Linked DNA regions of Mus musculus: region 2 is linked to region 1. A link is a contact called in public HiChIP or PLAC-seq data. All regions are on one chromosome and are shown on one strand. Each heading gives the region's core, a stretch centred on a gene start, on an enhancer-like site or on the middle of the called end of the contact. The rest is flanking DNA. Distances are from core to core; before and after follow the strand shown. Region 1 holds the start of Adgra3 (adhesion G protein-coupled receptor A3). Region 2 has its middle 21 kb from the start of Gm40301.

Region 1 (6,099 bases), core at 1,174-3,673:
AGAATCCCCTGAAGGCAAAAAAACATTGAACTAACAAAGATGAAGGCAGGTGTGAGCATCTGATGAGACACATCTCAACTGCAGGGCAAGAATCTGGGACCAGGACCAGACACACAACCACTATGGGAACTTAGATCTGCCTTCACCCACCGTTCTTGTGAAAGCCTGTCTAGCAATATGAAACAAGTAGCCTAGGAGCCCTTCCAACAGGCTTGGAATACTCTGACCATACTTCAGCAGTGGCTTAACTGAGCCTTTACTTACTTGCTGGTCACTTAATTTTATTAATTTTATTTTTATCTAACCAGCTTTCAGACATAAACAAGGATCAAAATGACATTTCAAAGGCCTTAAATGGCTATACGCATGCAAAATCTGATGCAATAATTGATAATAGGGCAAAAGGTGATTTTGTACAGCAATATCACCAAATTTGCCAATACCTTCCGTATAATGGATCCATTTCAGGACAAGTAAACGCAAACAGGAATCAGGCTGAGTGCCGCTCACTGACCTAGCACTGGGGTGTTTATCCAGTCACTACTTAAGTCACTTGGGTGACTAATTTTTCCAGTCACAGGGGACTTCTCCAACACTGGGCCTTTCTCCACCAGACTTAGACTTTAATTAAGGTGCCTACAATTTTGTTCACTTCAAATCTGGCCAAAACCTAAATAAATAGAACTCCTGACGTCGGCCAAATGGCAAAGGCAACACCGAAGTGTTGAGTCAGTAAGAGCCCAAGAAAACGAAAACTACTTTACCCATCTTCAACCCGAGTGAGCAGAAAACACAGTTTCTTGTGTTAAATGTCTCCTTATCAAAAAAAGGAAGAAAGAGAGAAAGAAAGGAAGGGAGGGAGGGGATGGAAATAAGTCAATAAAGGTGTTGACTAGGCTATGTGACTAGGCTATCCCACCAAATATCCTTCCGTATAGTTAGGCTACATTAAAAATCCTACTTTAAGTGGGTTCATTGATCACACATGTCTTTTCCTTTATGTATGCATAGTGGCAGCCTTGATTCTTTTTTAAGAAACCTACCAAAACAACATAGGGAAGCAAGACGCCCAGGGACTCAGATTTCAGCCTGCCAAAATACCCGCTACAAACACTGTGACTCAAACTTTTCCAGACCAATTCATCTTTCACAGAAAACTGAATCTAAAGTCACTGGGCCAACCGCTCTGTCCAGCTGGCACAAAGAACCACGTTTCCAGGACTGAACCCTGGATCCTATAGCACAGTTGAGTTACCAAACTTTTCCTTCCAGGTGGAAACCCACACTGAAAACCCGAAGTCCTTCCAACCTCTGGAGGGCTCACTCAACACACACTGTTTTCAATCCCGAAGTTCCTGGCTTTCCCGAGAGCTCTCCGACTTCAGTATGGGGCTGAAATGGACTTGGACAACTTTTATCTTACATTTCTCCGAAATTAGTAACTCTAAAAGTTGTTCTGAAAGAGCACTAAAAGTAAGGCAGAAAGCGACGAGAGCTTCGTAGAGGTTTGGAGACCACACAGAGCCACCCTAAACTGTGGCGTCCTGCAAACTGGATCTACCTCAGGTGCAACTTCATTTCCACAGTTAGGATGAAGACTTCGGAGCACACAGGGTGTTCCCCAGAAGCCCCGAGCCAGGATGAATGAGCTTGGACTGCACCGACTGAGTGTTTATTAGCATCTTCACGTGGTATTCGGCGGCCGGAGCACAGCAAAAGCAGGGATGGCATGGGACGCTCCCGGGAACCCCGAAAACTTTTCTTTGCAAAACTAGCAGAGGGGGAACAGAGGCGGTTGCGAAGGCGATGGGCCACCCTGGTCCCACACTAAGCCACAGGGCTTCTCCAGCACCACCCCCAGCCCGCCGCCGCGCGCACACAAAGGAGCGTGTATACCCGGGAGACCCCCGCGCCCATTCCGCGCACCCGGGAGCGAGGGAAGCCCAGGAAAGGGCAGCGGGGCGTCGTGGGTTACTCACAGGGTGACCGTGCGGTTGGGCAGCGTGTCCGGGGGCAGAACCTGCGCGAGCTCCAGGCTGCTGCACACCACCTTCCCCTCGGCGGCGGCGGCCGCTCGGCCGGTACCCCGGGCCCGACCGTCGTGCTTGCAGCCCGCGGGCAGCGCCGCGGCCCCGCGCTCTCCTCCCCACAGCAGAGCGAGCAGCGCCAGCGGCAGCAGCAGCAGCGGCGGCGGCGGCTCCATGCCGCTGACCGGGCCTGCGGGGCCGAGAGACGGCACCGGCCTAGCGGGCGGCGGCGGGGCGGGGCGGCCCTGGCGGTGGCCCGAGCCTCCCGGCGGCCCGAGGATCGGTCCCGCTTCGCGACGACATGCTCCTTTGTCCGCGGCCGCGCTCGCCCTCCGCGGAGCCGCGGGGTCAGGGCCGCCGGGTCCCAGCTCGCCGCTCGGCCCGCGGGAGCGCCGCCTCCTCCCGCCGGCTCCTCCCCGCGCGACCGCTCCTCCCACCCCAGCCCCGCGCGCTCTCAGGCCCGCAGCCGACCCGACCTCGACCCGGGCACGCCCCCAGGTCCTGGCCGGAACTCCGCTGCTCCTGGACCCAGCGGAAGAAAGTTCTAGACTAGTCTAACTCCAGCAGCCCTGCGGCTCTGCTCCACGTTTCCTGGCGCCGCCGCCTGGCAGACAAAGCCGCCCTGCACGCCCCTAAGAGCCCTGGCTGGAGGGGGTGAAGTTCCTTTCTCCAACCTGACGAGGGGAAAGAGCCTGAAACCAATCTTTCCAAAGAAAGGCCATGGTAGAAAGTTTCATTATCCGCCAGAGCCAGAAACAGGTTTCTTCCCAATAAACTGAACTCGGAAGCTGCCCCTGGCCTGAAGCAGCTGTGGGCAGGCTGAGGATGCATGGGGACCATTCAACCGAAATTTCTGAGTCCACAGGTAGATCAGATGTTAACCAGTTGGAGCAACAGTGACGAAGCAGCCAAGAAACCCAAGCTGAATTTTATTATTCATGCCAAAGACCGCAGACCCCACCCTAACATTTGCAAGACCAGGGTTCTCCTACCCTATGTTTAAGTTTATAGAGACTATACAAGCCAACAAAATGAGTTTTATTCTCCTTTGAGAAACAGACTTCCTTAACATCCAGGAAGGAGCAACTTGGTATACAGAAACCTCGCGTACTTTGGAGTTCAACCCTGTAACTTAGCAGGTAAGGAGCACGTGATCACAGCCCGTGGACACAGCCAGTGGCCTGTCCATCCCCTGCTGGCCTTGCTTCCTATACTGGTTCCACTCAGCAACAGGTGGGGCGTGGCACCTGTGTACACACCTGTGCCCAATCAGCCTATCCGTCCCTCCCAACACAGCCACCCTTAGGCTGTCACAGAGACAGGAGTGGTTATTCCAGCTGCTTGATCTTACATCGAGAGAACTGGAAGAGAAGCAGGGTCCATGGCAGGCATTTTTTAACTTGGATCTAAAAAGACCTCCGAAAAAAAATTTCCAAGATCATGTCCCAGATATATGTATTTGGCGTTCTCCATAGTAAATAAGCTACCAAGACACTTAGATAAGTGCGAATTGTGCATCACTTGATACTTCTTGAGATTTAACTATCTAATATCTAAACACAGTGGTGCATATAGCATCTACTAATACATCAATGAGGAGAGAATTATTCTGGCTCTGGAAGTTGGCATGTGACAAGGAAAAGAGGGATCCAGACCTATAGTATCCAAGTTAGTTAAGGGTGGCTATCTAGAGCTTAAAATTTATCTACAATTCTGTAGGAAGTGGGGTTTTTATTCAATTTCACTTTTATTAAATTCAGCTTTAAATGCTATTACATATGTGTTGAACAGCACAAGTCTGTGCCTACAGTGGCTAAGAAAAGTAAGAAATCATAGCCATTATTAAGTCACTTAAAATTTACAACTAACTATAGGTCACAAACTCATATTTTCAGTTATAGTGAGGTTGGTCACCTTTCTGTAGAATTTATATGAAGATGATTACCCCTCCCCCTCCCATAAAATCAATACCTGTCATCATTACCTGTTCTCACCATAAAAATAAAATCTTACCATAATAATTTGAAAGCTTTTATTTGCCATGTTGCTGTTGATATAGCCATAGACTGGCGTATCATAGACTACATGAAAATGTTGATAACTATCACGGAGGTAAATGTGTTTGACTCTTCTAAGACGTACTTAGCATGCGCTTTAAGTTTGGCGTCAGATTTGTACTTCACGATGGTTGAGAATATTAAAATATAAAATCACCAGGAAAGGGTAGGTCACAAATAAGACCATGAATCTAGAGACAAACATGGATGAAACAATCCTATTCTGTGGGCCAGCTCAGCTTTCTTCCAAAGAAGTCATTCCGATGAGTGTTGAAAATAAGTCATTTAAAAGAAAAAAATCACAGAGTGGAGCCGGCTTTAGAAATTCCCAACACTGTAGACCCCAGAGTGTGCCGAGCGCTGAGTCTATGCAAGCACCGGGACATGGAGCCCTCCCTTAGAACTGCATAGATCTCAGAGGACGATGGAGTCCGAGCTTGACAGCTTCACCAGAATTTAAGCTGGAATTAAGCTACTCTCACCCTGACATCTTCTCGCCAGACAGGTCCAGTGACTGCTGCTCCTCCCTCAGGCCTGGAGCACGTGGCAACATTTGAAACTGTAGGGCTTCCTGGGTCTTGAGTTCTCACTGTGTCTGTGACTGTCCCATAGCAGAAAGTTCTAGAAACTGAGATGTTACTTCGTAACCATACAGGAACAGGGCAGCATCACGTTGGCTGTTGCTTTAAGGAGGGGGTATGGACCACATTCAGCATTTCATCAAGAACAGTGGTTCTCAGCCTTCCTAATGCTGTAACCCTTTTAATACAGTTCCTCATATTGTGACACTCATGTTTTGTTGCTACATCAACACTCTAATTTTGCTACTATTATTAATGGTAATGTAAATATCTAAATATAGATAACCCTAAAGGGGTTGAGACTCCCAAGTTGACACTCACTGGTCTAGAGACCAGTTGAGACCCGCTGGTCTTGTAAGGTTTGTAAGAGATATCAAACATGCTTTGTTTTTCTTGATTTAAAATAAAATACTGTATAAACTGTGTATGTCTGCGTGAATACCTGTAATGAAAATATGTTTTAATATATGTGTTCATAGATAATAAATGTGTCTATCTAAATTTACTGCTAACAGTTCCTTTTAGGAACCTTTTCCCGTCACCAGACTATGAGCTTCTAGAAGCCTTTCTTGATTCCCCCTTTCAAATCACTCTCTCTCTTTCCTCCATCTTGTGCCTCTGGAATCTGGATTGTTTAGATCCAGGGTCTAATGATTATCTAAACTTGGCGCATAACTTCCTTCTGTTTGAATTTTACATCTGTGTATGTTAGCTCTCCCTTACCACAGTTGTAGCTCCCTGATGGTCCCTGTTTCCCATGGCAGGTTGCTGCCCAAAAGCCACTCTTAAGCTTTTCTGAGGTGCATCACTTTCCAGCCATTCTTGTAACTACTGGTGGCAGATGACCCTGCAAAAGGAATCAACAATTATGCTGTTCACTAGTGTATATAAATTTAAGTGTGTATAAATTTAACCTAAAAGCTTGACAAGATTTTACCCAAAAATTCTATTTCTCAGTCTTTCAGATCAGTGCTTCCTAGCTGCTTATAACTGATGAATATCAGTTTGACTTCAGAGATTCTACAGTAGTTGTAGAAACTTCTATGTGTCATCTGTTTTAAAAGAGCCTATTGTCTAGAGACCTGGCTTGGGGATATAGAGCACTGATTACTATTTCAGAAGTCTATGGTTAGATTCACAACACCCACAGGGAAGCTCACAACCAGCTGTAATTCCAATCACTGGAGATCTAATGCCCTCTTCTGACTGCCTCAGGCACTGCGTACATGGAAACATAGAAGCAGGCAAAACACCCAAACAAACAAACAAACAAACATGCCTAAAGCCTACTGTGTGATTCTGTTAAGAGGAAGATGAGGGAAAAAGGAAAAGTGGATGCTAATAATCCATCCCTTTTTCCCACCACTGACATTTGCAACCTAGAGGTGAAATGTGTGTTTTGTAATCAGAAGGCAAAAAGCCTCAAGGAACACT
Region 2 (6,099 bases), core at 2,004-4,503, 140 kb after region 1:
TTAAGGCAAGGTTTACCTAAATTGCTCAGGTGGACCATGAACTTGAGGTCTTCTGCCTCAGCTTCCAAGTAAATAGAGATTATAGTCATGAACTATCATGCCTAACTACTTGGTCCCTATTTTATTTTTTAATTTTAAAATTTACTTATTTTTATGTGTTTGGGAATTTTGCCTACATGGATATCTATGCATCATGTGTATGCATGGTGTCTGAGGACAGAAGAGGGTGTAAGATCCCTTAGGACTGGGATAACAGATGGTTGTGAGCTCCTATGTGCATACTAGGAATCAAACTTGGGTCCTCTGAAAGAGCAGCCAGTGCTTGTAACTGCTGAGCTATCTTCTCAGGCTTCAATTCTCCCTTTTATAAAACCATTTATATGAAGGAAACTTAAAAAAATAGGAGAGCGGTTCTTTATTTTTCCTTTATGCTAATTTTTTCTGAGAGAGGGTCTCTTTATATAGCTCTGGGATTTCCTGGAACTCTCTGTGTAGACCAGCCTGGCTTCAAATGCACAGAGATTAGCATGCTTCGCCCTCACAAGTGCTGGGATTAAAGGTGTGTGCCACCACACCCAGCATTTTTTTTTAAAATAATTATAATGTTTTGTGTTGTTCCACAAAGTGGAAAGCAAGCCGGCTGCTTCTATTTTGATCCTAGCAAGAAATTTGTGCTTCAAATATGCTGATCATCTATAATGTACCTCTTGGTTGGAGACCTGGCTTGCTGCTTTCTTAGTCAATATTGTACCAATACTTGTTGGGTGTGCCACATATTCTGGGTTTCCTCTACACAGTGGTTATTAATCCCAGCACCAAATCCATAGCAACTCAAATTTCCAGATCTTTTCTCTCTCTCTCTCTCTCTCTCTCTCTCTCTCTCTCTCTCTCTCTCTCTCTGACTTTTTAATTTTATTTTTTAATTCTATACTTAGCAAAAAGGGAAATAATAGAGAAAGTGACATTTTAAAAAGTACAGGGTGAAGAGTCTGGCTAGGGATACGATTTTCTGCCCCTTTGGCAAATGTGCTATATACAAAGAACAGAAGGCAGAACTACCAAGTGAATGCAAGTATGTATCCGGAAAAGAGGATATCGATTTCTCTGACATCCTGGCAAGTTAAAATACAAAGGAAAACATGGGAAGTTCTTTTGGCAGATGGCTTCTACAATAAAAATGTGTCCTTTTTACTAGAGTGATAGTAGACTGTATGTTCAAGTGGCTGAAAATACTGAAAAAGAGGGGGAGACTTGGATTTGCATTGCGGTTTTGCTGCTGTATGGCAGTGTCTTCAGGCACTTCCCCAGCTCTTCTTCCTTAGAAATGTTACACCTTCCTAAATGAGTCTCCCTTTTACTTTCCTCTCAAAAGGCTCTATGACCCTGAGGAGTCTTCTCAAAGGCACCATGAATAGGGCCTTTTAGTTCTCCATTTTATGACTGTGAATGAAGGCCTTGCTTCCACTTGACCATGGTAGAATGAAAAGGGACTGTGGGTTGGTAACTGCTTAACCACATGACATAAAGGACATCTGTCCTACAAGTATACTGCTTTAAAAAATTAGGTATTAAAGAAGACAAAGAAGGACCGGACAGAAGAAGGGCATAACTCTCTGGAATGTTCACACATGATTGGCACCTCTCTGTGACATTATTACTCAATGCATTTTTGCTGCCGTTCAAAACAGTTGTTCCAAGTGTTCAGCTTGAACAGTAGGCCTGTGTGGGTTATGCTTCCTGTCTTCTGGCTGGCAGGAGAGGAATGTACACAACCTGCTTTGAGGAATAGTAGGGGTTAGATTTCAGGGTCTGCTGCTGGTCTGAAGACTCTCTCTACTCTTCATGTGGTCTCATTTTGAGAAAGACTCTTTCCCTCTTCTGATATATAATATGTACATATCATAAATGTAAATGAAGGTGTATAACAACCTCGGTCACCACATATTTGGAATAAATCTTAGGAGAAATATGCGAGTAAAGAAATACGCACATACAACACTATATATGGCAAACTCGATGGGCACGGAACCTCTTCTGTGTCTACAGATTTTTCTAAATGACTCCATGATTCCCTGGGGGCTCAGCTACACACAGCAGAAGAGTAGACACATTGTGGACATTTGAAAGCTAAGTACAGAGCTGGGCTAAGGCAATTTTGCTCTCTGAGAGAAGAAAAGAATCATAGTGCAGGCCAGGAAAATAATTTTGGAAACTCAGTTAATTGTGAAAGGGAGGCTGAGCCAGAGTGTAGTTAGAGATACAAAGGGAACACTGTTCCCTTCTGTAAGTGATTTCCCATATGTAACGTGGGGCCAATCCTAGCAGGTGACTTCAGAGCTCTGGAAAGATTTAACCACACAGGAATAAATCTTGCAAACACATTTGGGGGAAAAATGCAAAGTATAACCTTTAAAAATAAAACCCCGTGGCTGTCACATTTAAAGACTGAGAGCTCAGAAAAGCGAGGCTTGTTTGTACCAACCACAAAGGCCGGGGACCCGTGGTTTTACTGTATTTCTCATCCCAGGAAAATATTTACACTTGGAGAAGATGATGCATTTTTAACTATAAAAGCCTACATAGCATATTTGTGAGGGTCTTGCAAATAAAAATGATTTTATCCTCTAGCCTGACAAAACTGACAGCTCTGCTTAAGCCATCAAAACCAGAGGAAGAAATCGTACTAGCTTTTAAGTTCCCGAAGCTTTTTATTCTTAATCGTCATGTGTACAGGCGATCCTGTGAAATCAAAAGGTCTTTAGTGAGTGCACTGTTGCATTTTGCTGCAACATCCAGGATCCCAAAGTTCTTAGAAGGCCAGATATGCATTACATTGATGGGAGGAGAAAATAAAACCAGAGAGAAACATTTAAAAAACAAAACCAAACATTAGAATAGCCATAGAGTAGTAAACCAGACACCAATGGAATGAACTTGCACCATAGAGAAATAAGGAGAACTTAGAGGAATTTCACAGTGTTGGGCACTTAATCATCAATAATGTAATTATTGAAAAGCAGTCAGTTTTTAATGTAGAAATCAGCTTGTTTAGAAGAAGAAAAGGAGGGGCTAGTGTAAACTAAATGTCATCCATATTTGTTAGCCATCATGCCCAAAAGTAAAGTCCATATTTTTAGCTGAAGTCTTGAGGCTTCCAAAATATCAGAGACAGAAATAAAACAAAAGCTGCACACAAGCTGGAGAAGAAGATCCAAAAATGGACATGCCAATACTCACTAGTATTTTGTCTTTCCAGAAGAAACATCTGCATGCCCTTAATTAGAAGGTGCTCAGGATGTACTCAGTAGTCCTTCCTATCACTTCTCATTTCCAATTTGTCTCTCTGTAGCATCCCAGGAGAGTTTCATGGCAAGCCACATAAAGAATCCTTCCTCCTTCCCTCCCTCCCTCCCCTCCTCCCTCCCTCCCCTTCCTTTCTTGTTTTAAGATATATTTATGCATTTTATATATAATAGTACTTGTCTGTATTTACACCTATATAACAGAAGGGGGATCGTAGCCTATCAAAGATGGGTGTGAACCAATCTATAGTTGCTGGGAATTGAACTCAGAACCTCTAGAAAAGCAGCACAGTGCTCTTAACGGCTGGGCCATCTCTCTAGCCCTGTGCTGTGGGACTGGATGTTTAGATAAAGGAGTGAACATTGGACTGAAATTTTACCTTTCCCATGGTTTGACTGTGTCCCCAATGCACACTGAAATTTAACCCTAACTCAACAGTGTAGACAGGGAATCTTTAGTAGGTGACTAGGTCACCAGTGTGCTGCACTTATGGTTAGATTGGTGCCATTATCATGAGAGTGGCATGGCTATAGTGGAACACACGCTGGATAAAGAGCTGACTTCTGCACCGTTTCTAAGGTGCTTGCTGGCTCTTGCCCTTTCTTGCCATTTGCCAGGATTGTACCCTTGGACTTTCCAGCTTCCAGGACCTTGAGCCGAATGCATTTCTATGGTTTATTTATTACTCAATCTAAAGAGTTTTATTATAGCAAATAGTGGAATAAAATATTTACTTTCCTAGAATTTTTACTAAACTTGAAAATGAGATTGATATAAAATAGACCGTCCAATGAAAAGCATTCAGGTTTTTACGTATGCATACGGAGACAATGAAATGTAGACCCAAGTAATCACCAGACCCCATGCTTATGCAACAAGTTGAACAAAGCAGGACAATTAAAACATCAAACTTCTGCATTTCTGCATGTAGATTTCTCTGAGCTTTCCCTTCCCTAGGTGTTGTGACAAGAATTTCTCTTCTGTCATTGGTCAGGCAAGGTCCTTTGACATGGGAGCTCCCCTGACTATGTGGTGATGAGCATGCCTCTTTTCTCATGATGCAAAGAGGCCAGGGCATCCTTTTTCTTTCTGCTTTTCTTACAGTGCCTCTGCTCCAAATAATCCTCATGTCGCAGTGGCCTATTTGATGTGGCTTCTGATAGCCTGTAGCAACAATACTCTTTGGAATATGAAAATGGTTGAATTCAAGGCTTTGGCGCTTGTTTTATTTTAAGATCATGATGTGGTTGAGAACATAATAATGCCACATTTGATAGCTTGGCATTTGAAAAAAATAGCACTGGCTGAAGGCTTAGACTTATCTTCAAAGCCAAATCTTTCTTCGCTTATGGGAATCATCAAACCTAGGATGGTTTCTCTGACAAAAAAAGCACTTAGCTACCTATTTGTGGCTGATATCCAAACCAAAGCCCCTGTCTCTTACATGTCCAGAAAAGAAAGGTAGGAATTGCAGGTGGAAAACAGTATTTCAGTTGCCTTCCCAATCAAAATGGCCAGGTTAACGAGTGTTCCCCTTACTGTCTGAGTACCACTAAGGTAGAGGGAGAACACTAAACACTGAATTTTAAGGGATGAAAAGTGAAGACATGGCTAAGAGCAACCACAAAGTTCAGACATTTGGATTCTACCTATGAAATCTTACCATGGTTTTGTGATATCCATGTTACAACTTTACTTTGATTCACTATCGTATAGTAATATATTATATGCTTGCCCTGCAAATGTGATCATGAAGGAAAATTTCTACCATGGTGGTGGATAGAGAACTTGCATCACTTCCTGAATTAGACACAGCCAGAAAACCAAACATGGGAAGCAGTCCATTTTACGCAATTATCTTTCACCTTTATGTGGCTACATCATTTTTCTGGTTTCCAACACCCACATTTCCTTCAGACTTTGATCTTCTCTGCCCAGTGGGACAGAGGCTTCTGCTAGAGTTAAATACACCATCTCAAACATCTCTAACTTCCTCCCACCTTTCTACAATTCATCTCCTGGCCCATCAAAAGCTCATTTCTCATGCAATGTTTAGGGTTTACCATTGCAGTTGGTCAGGCATACATCTGCCACCACTAAAGCTTTATACTATCATCAGAATCTTTGCTCTCCCATCCCCGAGTTCTGATCATTGTCTTCTTTGGTTTCTTTTTGCTATGAATTTTGCTTATTGTGTATAAAGACTGTAATATAAGATATCATTAATGAGAATGCAAACTTGTCAAACCCACGTACAGAATGAGCATGACATAATCTCCCATAACTACTTGAAGGAGACAGATTATAGTGCATATTCAGATGCTATAAGTAGACATGTTAAGCTGCGGGCTGGTAGGTTGTTGGGAGTTATGAGTTAATTCAGGGTTCTCCGTTACCCACAATGAATTACCTTCAGAAGATAGCAACATCTCCTGTCTTCCAAACTGGATGGATGCCAAGACTGAGCAGCTGAGGTTTTCTATGGAGTCTGCTGAGGGACATCCTTGATGCCTGTGTCCTAAACTGAAAAACTGCCCATCTACTACATGCAGTGCCTTCAGATGAATGGGCTCCCCACTGAGGCTTGCTGGACTCAGCAGCAATGGGGCTTGCTCCAATAGTTTCCCCTTGTCTCTCCATCTCTAGCTGCTTTCTCTATTCTGGTCTTGGAAAGTGTTAAAAGAAATGGCAAAAAAAAAAAAAAAAAAAAAAAAAAACCTTCAGGAAAACTAGCTACCCCTCTATCTACGTTCACAGTCTTCGTCAGTAAACCTGAAGAAATTCATGGGATGATAC

The links. HiChIP or PLAC-seq counts read pairs in DNA pulled down with a chosen protein or histone mark.
Region 2: a contact with region 1 is called in an H3K4me3 HiChIP or PLAC-seq map of embryonic limb bud, with 2.6 times the contacts expected there. The contact joins the enhancer-like site here to the promoter of Adgra3 in region 1. A contact is called at or near these places in 2 of 39 promoter capture datasets (cranial neural crest and fetal liver), 4 of 484 Hi-C or Micro-C datasets (cortical neurons, embryonic stem cells, muscle stem cells and 1 more), 7 of 115 datasets of contacts at active chromatin or transcription factors (craniofacial prominence, embryonic limb bud and embryonic stem cells) and 3 of 9 other capture datasets (adipose tissue, embryonic stem cells and liver).

Annotation. Positions count from the first base shown.
Region 1 is chr5:50,056,573-50,062,671 of GRCm38.p6, forward strand. It overlaps Adgra3 (adhesion G protein-coupled receptor A3), which reads right to left and starts at 2,424. Exons shown (of 19, transcript NM_133911.1): 1 at 1,980-2,424. The coding sequence starts at 2,203. It overlaps LOC115490186 (a long non-coding RNA gene), which reads right to left and starts at 1,971. Exons shown (of 2, transcript XR_003955916.1): 1 at 1,562-1,971. Gm36702 (a long non-coding RNA gene) reads right to left here. Exons shown (of 3, transcript XR_001784857.2): 2 at 5,389-5,512; 3 at 3,811-4,767.
Region 2 is chr5:50,194,433-50,200,531 of GRCm38.p6, forward strand. No RefSeq gene overlaps it. Among named protein-coding and RNA genes, the nearest start is that of Gm40301, 21 kb to the right of the region's middle. Within about 2 kb of position 3,254, at least 26 of the 459 cell types and tissues checked have an H3K27ac peak or open chromatin away from gene starts, as enhancers often do. A contact at or near this core is called in craniofacial prominence and embryonic limb bud, where this site is marked.